3 separate regions of the Zea mays genome follow, and regions 2 and 3 are each linked to region 1. A link is a contact called in public Hi-C data. All regions are on one chromosome and are shown on one strand. The core of a region is the stretch at or near the end of the contact, and the rest is flanking DNA. Distances in the headings are between cores, read along the strand shown. Region 1 holds the start of LOC109945802. Region 2 holds the start of LOC100281539. Region 3 holds the start of LOC100278951.

Evidence for each region. A called contact is a pair of places that touch in the nucleus more often than the background predicts.
Region 2: a Hi-C map of ear shows a contact between it and region 1, with 2.8 times the contacts expected there. The contact joins the promoter of LOC100281539 here to the promoter of LOC109945802 in region 1. A contact is called at or near these places in 7 of 25 Hi-C or Micro-C datasets (bundle sheath, ear, endosperm and 3 more).
Region 3: a Hi-C map of endosperm shows a contact between it and region 1, with 2.7 times the contacts expected there. The contact joins the promoter of LOC100278951 here to the promoter of LOC109945802 in region 1. A contact is called at or near these places in 2 of 25 Hi-C or Micro-C datasets (ear and endosperm).

What each region holds. Positions count from the first base shown.
Region 1 is chr4:129,514,887-129,517,784 of Zm-B73-REFERENCE-NAM-5.0, forward strand. It overlaps LOC109945802, which reads left to right and starts at 1,485. Exons shown (of 2, transcript XM_020552160.1): 1 at 1,485-1,587. The coding sequence starts at 1,485. It overlaps LOC542670 (somatic embryogenesis receptor-like kinase 3), which reads right to left and starts at 1,592. Exons shown (of 11, transcript NM_001319769.1): 1 at 1,358-1,592; 2 at 522-654; 3 at 364-435. The coding sequence starts at 1,442.
Region 2 is chr4:129,289,997-129,292,894 of Zm-B73-REFERENCE-NAM-5.0, forward strand. It overlaps LOC100281539, which reads left to right and starts at 1,491. Exons shown (of 2, transcript NM_001154457.2): 1 at 1,491-1,785; 2 at 2,431-2,898. The coding sequence starts at 2,472.
Region 3 is chr4:129,351,118-129,354,015 of Zm-B73-REFERENCE-NAM-5.0, forward strand. It overlaps LOC100278951, which reads right to left and starts at 1,371. Exons shown (of 1, transcript XM_008680499.4): 1 at 586-1,371. The coding sequence starts at 1,223. The coding sequence ends at 966.

The DNA of each region.
Region 1 (2,898 bases), core at 235-2,734:
ATTTTCAGTGCTCCAGTTCCAAATTGAATCAACATGCTTATCAGCCATGTCTGATCCACAGATCAAGCCACCATGCCCCCACAAATAAGAGAATGTGAGGAATTGGATTGCGATGGTGTGGGCCAGGCTTAGGATGTAATTTAAAACAAATCAGTTAATTAAGACTGCTTTAGGATTAAGTTTTTTTTTTTTTTGAGAAGTGGTTACTGGACCATTTTTTTGAAAATTCTGACGCTTCCCCAGACCCCGCACAGTGCGGGAAGCCTACGGCAGTGGGTACTCCCTTTTTTCTGACGCTGCGTACAAGAGACAGAAAATCCACATCTTGAAACAGTTAGAAAAAACAAAACATGCAGAACTTACAAATATTGGAGATTTTTCAGCTGACCAAGCTGTGGCACTAGGACGCCAGATAATTGTGCATTTCCAAGGTCACTGTGAAAGTGGGGACATTTAGAACCAGAAGGAGAACATCACTAACACTTTGAAATGAATATATGAGAGCTTTTTCATCGACTTACACTCTGATAACACTGTTATCGCTGTTACACGTAACGTGAAACCATGTACATGGATTAACAAGAGTGGAATCCCAACTCTGCAAGACATTGTTCGTATCTATCAAGCTCTGCCGCAGGCTGTATAGAGCATCGCCTGTGGACAAAAGGTAGCATGATCAGCAGCAAGTATATTTCCAGTTAAGATGAACAAACATATAAGAAATTCTACAGGTGATGAGCTTGTATGCAAAATCTGTAGAAAAAAAGTATGCTGCCTAGGCAAAAGCAATGCGATTGAAATTTCCAAAACAGAAAAGATAAGAAAAGGGGAAGTTCACAAATCACAGAGATTAGTAGTTATTACAGTTGGCCTTATGCCCTTATCCATTGTTATTAGTACTACAGTATCCGATGTTCTTCTATTCATGGTAGACCATGGGGACACATCCTACAAAACTATACTTTTCAATTTCCATCTCTGGAGACAGATGATCAATAACATCCCAACCGCAGAACTAGCAAAAAGTGTTTCTGTCACCAGCAGAAAGAACCGGTCAGACAATCCCACTTCAAAGTCAACATTAGCAATCCAATTGAACTCCTTAGTTCTGGAGGACGATATTACCATAATTTCCATTTACAAACGAACTAGGCTATGCTTGGTGGTCTCTCTTGCCTCGCTACCGGAAGTAGACTCAAAGATGTACTGAAGACTGAACGCCCAAACGAGAGAAGTTCATGGCATAACGAAAGAAACTTCACAGGACAAAAATTCTACGCTTTCCACGAAATCCAACGAAACTTGGGATAAATCCAAACCATTACTAGTGCGTATGAGATGAAGCAGGAGGACTCACCCTCGGTGTTGGCGACGACCCGGCCCGGCCAGAGCAGCACCGCGACCGCAAGGACCACCGCCCACCACCTCCCTGCCGCCGCCATTCCAACTCGAGCGCCAAGCGGGCCCCACCACCTCACCGACGCATGGGCGCGCGGGTCCACCACCCCAGTGCTACACGGCGGTTCCCGGTCTGCCGCGCCGCCGCCGGCGGCCTCTCCTTCTCCCTCTTCCTCCTGAGCTCACGCGGTGACTCCTCCCTCCTGTCCCTCGCGAATGGGGGAGTTTTTTTACTTTCCTGGACGAATTCTCTGTAGCTGGAACCGAGTGCGGCTGTGCGCGTGTGTATGTGTGCATGTCCCGACCTAAATTGTTTTTCTACTACGCGGTGGGACCATCGCCTACGCTCACGGAAGAAGGGGGCGCTCCACCGCGGTGACCTCCACAGCAGGTGACAGACGTGCGGGACCAGAGAAACCCTGGGCCCGCCTGGAAGCGAGAGAGTGGTTGTGACGGAAGGTGCAGGCGCGGGTGATGGTCGGCGTGCTTCCGGGGAGTGGGGTGGGTGACTTTGATGGAGCTAGTGGCTAGTGGACGGAGAGGAGGGAGGGGGAGGCGCGGGCCCCACCGGGGCGGGCATCTGCTGACATGGCGAGGTGACCGGGGCCAGGAATCACGTGGACACGGTCCTCGGTACGCCGGTCTCGTTATTATTAGAGATGATTCGAATTGGATATGCACGAATATGAATTTGAATGGTCACTATTTATCATATTTTAATTTAAATATAGATATAAATACGAATATTATCAAATAAAATATAAAATGAATAGTTCGAATTCGTATACTCACATGACTTAGAACATAATATTATAATGATTATTAATTTGTTATAGGTGACAAAAAAATCATGTTACAAGTAAATTATAATCATAGCAATAGATACCTTATTAGCATATTCATTAATAAAAATATAGTATTTAACAATAAAAATTTATGTCATGTTTATAAATATATGTACCACATTTACATATTATTTTACAATTTCAATAAATAGATATCTAGTAATTCATTTAATTGTTATAAAATAGTAAAAATGTTAAGAAATTTAAATATGTCATTCCAAAATGAATGAAGTATATGAATGTGTGCACCAAAATTTAAATAAAAATAATGAACAAATCAATCTATATATTGTAAAGTGAAGAGTTGTAGTTGATTAGATATTTTGGATTCTAAATATTTTTTTATACTAGGTATATTTGTATTTTGGACTCAAAAAATCCCAATAATGTAATGTATTTAGAATTAATTTTTTAATATTAATTAATTTTATCATTTTATGTCACTAGTAATATAACATTACTATAATTATTTATTTATCATATAAATATTTTTAATACTTTAAATGGTGTACATAATTTTTCTAGCATATTATGAAAAATAAAATCATTTGTAATTTGTAGTTTGGAATAAAAATATTTTTTAATGGTTTCATGGAATACTTTTTCCTTCTTGAATATGGATAGTATAGAATATTCCACGGTTTTGTCGAATACA
Region 2 (2,898 bases), core at 241-2,740, 220 kb before region 1:
AGCATGGAGGATGTTCATCGAAGAGATAGTTATCTTTTATGTTTTTGCTAATGCTTTTAATATTTCATATAATAGATAATATTCACGACGTAATAAGGCTGTGATTGATATCATCTATAATTTGTCCCTATATGTGTGATTGATCAGTAGACATATATAGCATACATCGAATTTTGTCCTTAAAACGAGGTGTGACAAAGATATAACAATGCTATAATATATTGAGTAATGATGTCGTCATTGATTATAGATCCGGATCCTGAATCGTTCTTTTAGCAATAAAGACATGAAGAAGATGTGGAAGATCTATATTTAATTTTTTTCTTGTGGTGGCGCAAGTATTAAAAGATAGAATACAATAATGAAAATCCCTTTTTATTATTTGTTATAAAAATATAGACTTATTAGACAGAAATTAGAATTATTTATTATAAAAATGTATATAATTATTATATAGAAAGCAGAATCAAATAAGCCTAGGTAACCCGTTTCTTGACCACATGTGTTGTGATTTGTGAAGGTCATCTCCACTAGATTGTGTAATTGACCGTATAAAATACTTTTTGTACTATAGATTACACTATTTACAGATAAGTTTGATATAGTATGAGCTCGCTCGCATATAGAGGTGTTAATGGGGAATTCTCCACCGGGTTTGGACACCCCATCCCCATGAAACTATATTCATACCATCCTCATAACCACATCCATCATGGGTATAAGATTCATCTCATATCCATACTCATTCGGGTATCGGGTCTCCAATGGGTCTTCAATGAATCCCCATCCCCTACAAGAAAAATATTATCACATTATATTTTATATGACATTAAAAGCCACATGACACCAACAACAATACATCACCAATAAATCTGATATGTAACAAGAAAAACATTGTTTAACTATACAAAACAACAAAAATAAAGTGACACATGGACTGGTGGGTGGGGCAGTTGGTGGCTGGCCGCCTGGGTTTGGATGGATGGGTGCTTAAAAAGGTTAGAAGATGTAGGGTTAGTTGTTATACTTATTGCCAAATAGGTTGCACATCTAATTTTACATAGTGAATATTATTTATAGGTAATCGGGTTTGGACGATTGCTTGTCATACCCATACCCGTTTATCCAATGAGTGAGATTTTAACCCATATTCATACCCATGAGGATAAATTTTGTCCATACCTTAACTCTAAGGACTAGTTTGGAAATACCATTTTCTTAAGGGATTTATATTTTCTAAAAAATAAACTATTTTTTTGAAAAAATGAAAATCCTTTAAAAAAATGAGGTTTCCAAATCCTAAACCCTAAACCCGCCGAGGGCCCAAAACTAGTAGTCGAGGGTATCGGTCCCATTGACAAGCAGTCGAGGGCCCAAAACTGGGCCGCCGTCCCGCCGCCCGCCGATGGGCCAGGTCACCGATCCCGCACCGTCAGGTCGAGGATGTCCACGTGGTTCCACTCTGTACGCAACGCAAGGCGCCGTTCGCACTTCGCACGCAAACCCCTCCTCTCCTCTGCTGACCCCTCCTCTCCTGGTCTGGATTCCACCAAGCCGTGTCCACCAACCGGCCACCACCCCCGCTGCCGGCTCGCACCTCTCTGCGCCGTGCTCAGATTTGCCCCCCTCTGCCTGCCTGCTTCTACTACCTGCTGACACGGCGGTGCGGGTCGTGCTCGGTGGACGCCAGGGGGCTACCCCTACCCGGGATCCAGGATCGTGCTGTCTGCTCGCCCTCTCCTGCTCCTTCAATCCCATCGGAGATCCGTGCTGGCGTTTCCTCCCGTAAGCCCGACCACGGTCAACATCCAATTTCTCGTCCGATTCATGCAAAAACCATTATGGGCCCCGCGTACCGTGCGTTGTTTAGCCATCTTGAATTTCCATTTTTTTCCAGGATCGATGAATTAGCCTTGTTTAGGTTTGGCGGAACACGTACCGTGCGTTGCCAAATTCGAGCATTTTGCTATCATTATATTTGTCATGAATTTTAGGACCCGTTGATGGATTTTATTTTTCTTTGGGGGAGAATGGAGATGGGGATTTTGAAGTTAAATTCATGGTCCTGCTTGAGAATTTTTGGGGTTAGAGTCCTACATAGGGGTACAAATAGTCGATAAAATGAAATATATGTGGTATTGATATTTTTTCGTATTTCAATGTTGCCGAAGCCAATATTCCTAGGGCCACATGCCATGATACTAGTAGCATATCTGTGAACGCACATTGTGTGGTAGTGATGTTGACTTCCTCAAAATCTTGTTTGCAGGATGTGTTCATTTTCAAGTATTTTATCGCTTTGCCAGAAATCTTTTTTATGATGACTTAAAATGTCTGTAGCATATTAATCACAATTTTTAGACTTGTGCTCCGTCACTACATATGCCAGACATATATTGAAGCTCATGCAGCTCCTATTCTCAAACCCAGTTTCAGCGCCCAATTGTTTGGTTTGAAGAAATCAAGTTCAGATGGGCTCCATTCTAAGTGCTACTAGTACTACGGCTAAGTCTATGGATCAGCATGAGGCATCTGGAACAGATCCTAATAAGAGGGTGAAGATATCTACTTATGAGTATGGGTCAAACCCAAGGATAATTCCAACTCTTCCTGATGAGCTCTCACTCCAGATCCTGGCAAGGTCACCACGGATCCATTACCTTAACTTGAAGCTGGTTTGCCGAGCCTGGAAGGCAGCAATCATCGGCTATGAACTTTCCCAGCTGAGGAGAGAGCTTGGTGTAAGTGAGGAATGGGTGTATGTACTGACCAAGGCTGAGGCATACAAGCTCCATTGGTATGCCCTGGATCCAGTGTTTCAGAAATGGCAGAGGTTGCCACCGATGCCTTCTTTCGTCAATCAGGAGGAATCCAATCGGACAGCATCTTCGGCGTTCT
Region 3 (2,898 bases), core at 121-2,620, 160 kb before region 1:
CACGGGCGCCTGCTCGCACGCCCGAGGGAACCGCCGCCGCCGCTAAAACCTAATCACTGGCGGCGTGGGGGTGTTTTTATAGTGACGGCGTGGGACTGGATAATCGTGAGCGCGTGGGCAGGATCGTGGGCCCGATTCACGTAATATGCGCAGACTGTATTTGCATAAACTGATACACATATCAGCATAACTCGTATTATAATTTAGCGTAAGCACAGGTAGGTACAATAAGCCAAAAAGGGTCCGGTGCGGTCTGCACACCTCGTCGGGGCTTCCTGTAGTTAAATAGAGCCCAGGGCTCTAAATACTATATATATATATATATATATATATATATATATATATATATATATATATATATATATATATATATATATATATATATATATATATATATATATATATATATATATATATAGACACACATGATATGCTGTCATTTAACCATCCTTGTTTGGTGGCTGCTCTCCTTAGTAGTGATCAATAGACTGAAGGCAGGCCGACCCATTTTCAGTGTGCTCGGAGCAGCCATCAAAATTCAAAAAGCTGAATCACTCGTAATTTAAGTTACGCATAACTTGGACGTTCATATGATAAACATTTAATTATCGCAGCCATTACACACACAGGGAAGACAATATTATAGCTGAAGTAAATTATATAGTATAGCTTGGGCGCTTGGCCAATACGTTTTGCCATTTCACGTAACTTGCACTGAGTTACCACTTACCAATGAAACAACACGATCGATCTCAAGCGAGTGAACAGAGAACGAAAGAACGAACGAACGAAGGCTACACAAGTAGTACACAACAACACAATCCTAGCTAGAAAAGCACGCACTCTGTCTCTGTTTGAGTGGTTTCGAGCAGGCCACGCACGTGCTCGTGCTTCGTCTTCGTCTCCCACACGGCTGATCTATCGTCCGGCAATGGTGGGCAGCGAATTTGTTGGACGGAGCTGAATCAAGAAGACGAGGCTGCTTCTTCAGCGCCGCTTTCGGGTGGCGACGACGACGCGGCCGCTTTTGGGTGCACCTTCTTCTTCAGGAGCCCAAGCAGGCGTCGTCCTCTGCCTGAGACCTTCTTCTCCGCGAGGCGGCCCTGCTTGCTCGTCTTATCGTCGGCCGCCGCCGCCGCCGCCTCCATGCGCCGGAGCTTCTCCTTGCACGCGTTCTTGAGCACGTACGCCTCCACCAAGTCTCCTCCCATCATGGACGCCATGGCGAGATCTCTTAGCAAGCTAATATCTTTCTCCTCGGATCTTCTCCTATATATGTCTGCTCAAATAAAGCTGCCTGAACGAACTAGCTCTGCTGCTGCGCGGTCTCTCCGTGACCCGTGACGTTTCGAGCTGGGTTGAGCTTGCGTTGCGCTGCTTCTAATTTATAGCCGGCACGATATAGGGCGGTGAGCGGAGCATGGGCCGTAGACTTTTTGGCACGCGAGCAGAGAAAAAAAAAGGCTAGGAAACTGCCAGAGCGGCGGAGAATCTCGGTTACTTGGGCCGCGCGGAAGCTATCGCCCTCGTCCGCAACTCCGCATGCTGAAACACTGATGAATTTTCCGCGATGTCACGCGTGACGCACCAGCCGGCCGCACCAAGTCTCCCGTGCAACGCCAGGGTCGTCGGTCGGGGTTCGGCTGGTGTTCCGTTGGGGGCCGGGCCTGACGTCACGGTCGCGGGTAGTCCTCCAGCGTGTGAATTCCGGTAGAGATTGGTGCAGTGCCGGCTAGTGAGAGAGTCCGTCGCGGCGGCGAAGACGGGTTCCGTTATTGACGCGCGGCCGGTCCAAGCGTCAAACGTGCACGTGACTTTATGGTTCCCGCGTGGAAAGTAGTCTTTTACTTCTAAAGTCGCTAAAAATTAAATTATTTCTATTGGATTTATTATAAGAAAAGGGACTATATTTGTGGCATTAAATTTGATATCATTATATGTATGTATGCACGTAATAAAACATTTTTATAATATATTTATCTGGTGCTATAAATATTATTGTCTTCTTTACAAAGTTGAAGCTACTGAATATAGTTTGACTTAATATAGTTTGACTTAGGAGATGTTTAAGGACTAATTTTTTGTCCTACCATTTTATTCCATTTTAGTCTCTAAATTGCTAAATACGGGCATATTTAGCAATTTAGGGACTAAAATAGAATAAAATTGAGAGACTAAAAATTAGTCTCTATAAACCAAACACCTTATTAAATGCTTGTTCGGTTAGGAGTGAATTGAGAGTGACTGGAGGAGATTAAATCACTTTCTAGTCAAAATTAAATAAAAGGGATTCAATTCCCCTCAATCCTCTCCGCTGTGGGTGAAATCGACATGCCCTAATGTGGTTATAGGAGTTGATTTTTTTTGTGGGTCAAGGGGGATATGGAAGGGGTAGTTTTTTGCCTACCGCAAACGTAACTGATTGCTGAAGAGCTAGAGAGAATTAGGCGTTAAGATCAAAAGAGATATAGGGATACTTCTCGGTGCCTTATCCTCTGCGACATCGATGGTGATCCTTCACAAATTTTGCACGCCTATGCATGTCGATCTAACATGTTGCTTTGTCTTGAAGAGTAGCACGACGACATCTACATATGCTTAATCGAATGACATAGTACAACACGTACGAGCCCCTCTAAACACGACATGATGGTACCGAGCCTAGAACGACATGGGAGTGAGCTATAGTTGTGCCCTGTTGTGCTCGCTGGACATGGCAAAGGACTTGATCATGTTGTATCGGCCCAATGAGCTCGTTAGACCCGCACCATCACGCTGGACCTTAGTGTCGCCGCCTCATCAAGATCGGAGGAAGCATATTTGTGTCGTAAGAACGGAGGAGGCACGATAGATCTTCGAGAATCTAGATATAGTTAGCATCAGTGAGCCCTTGTCTTA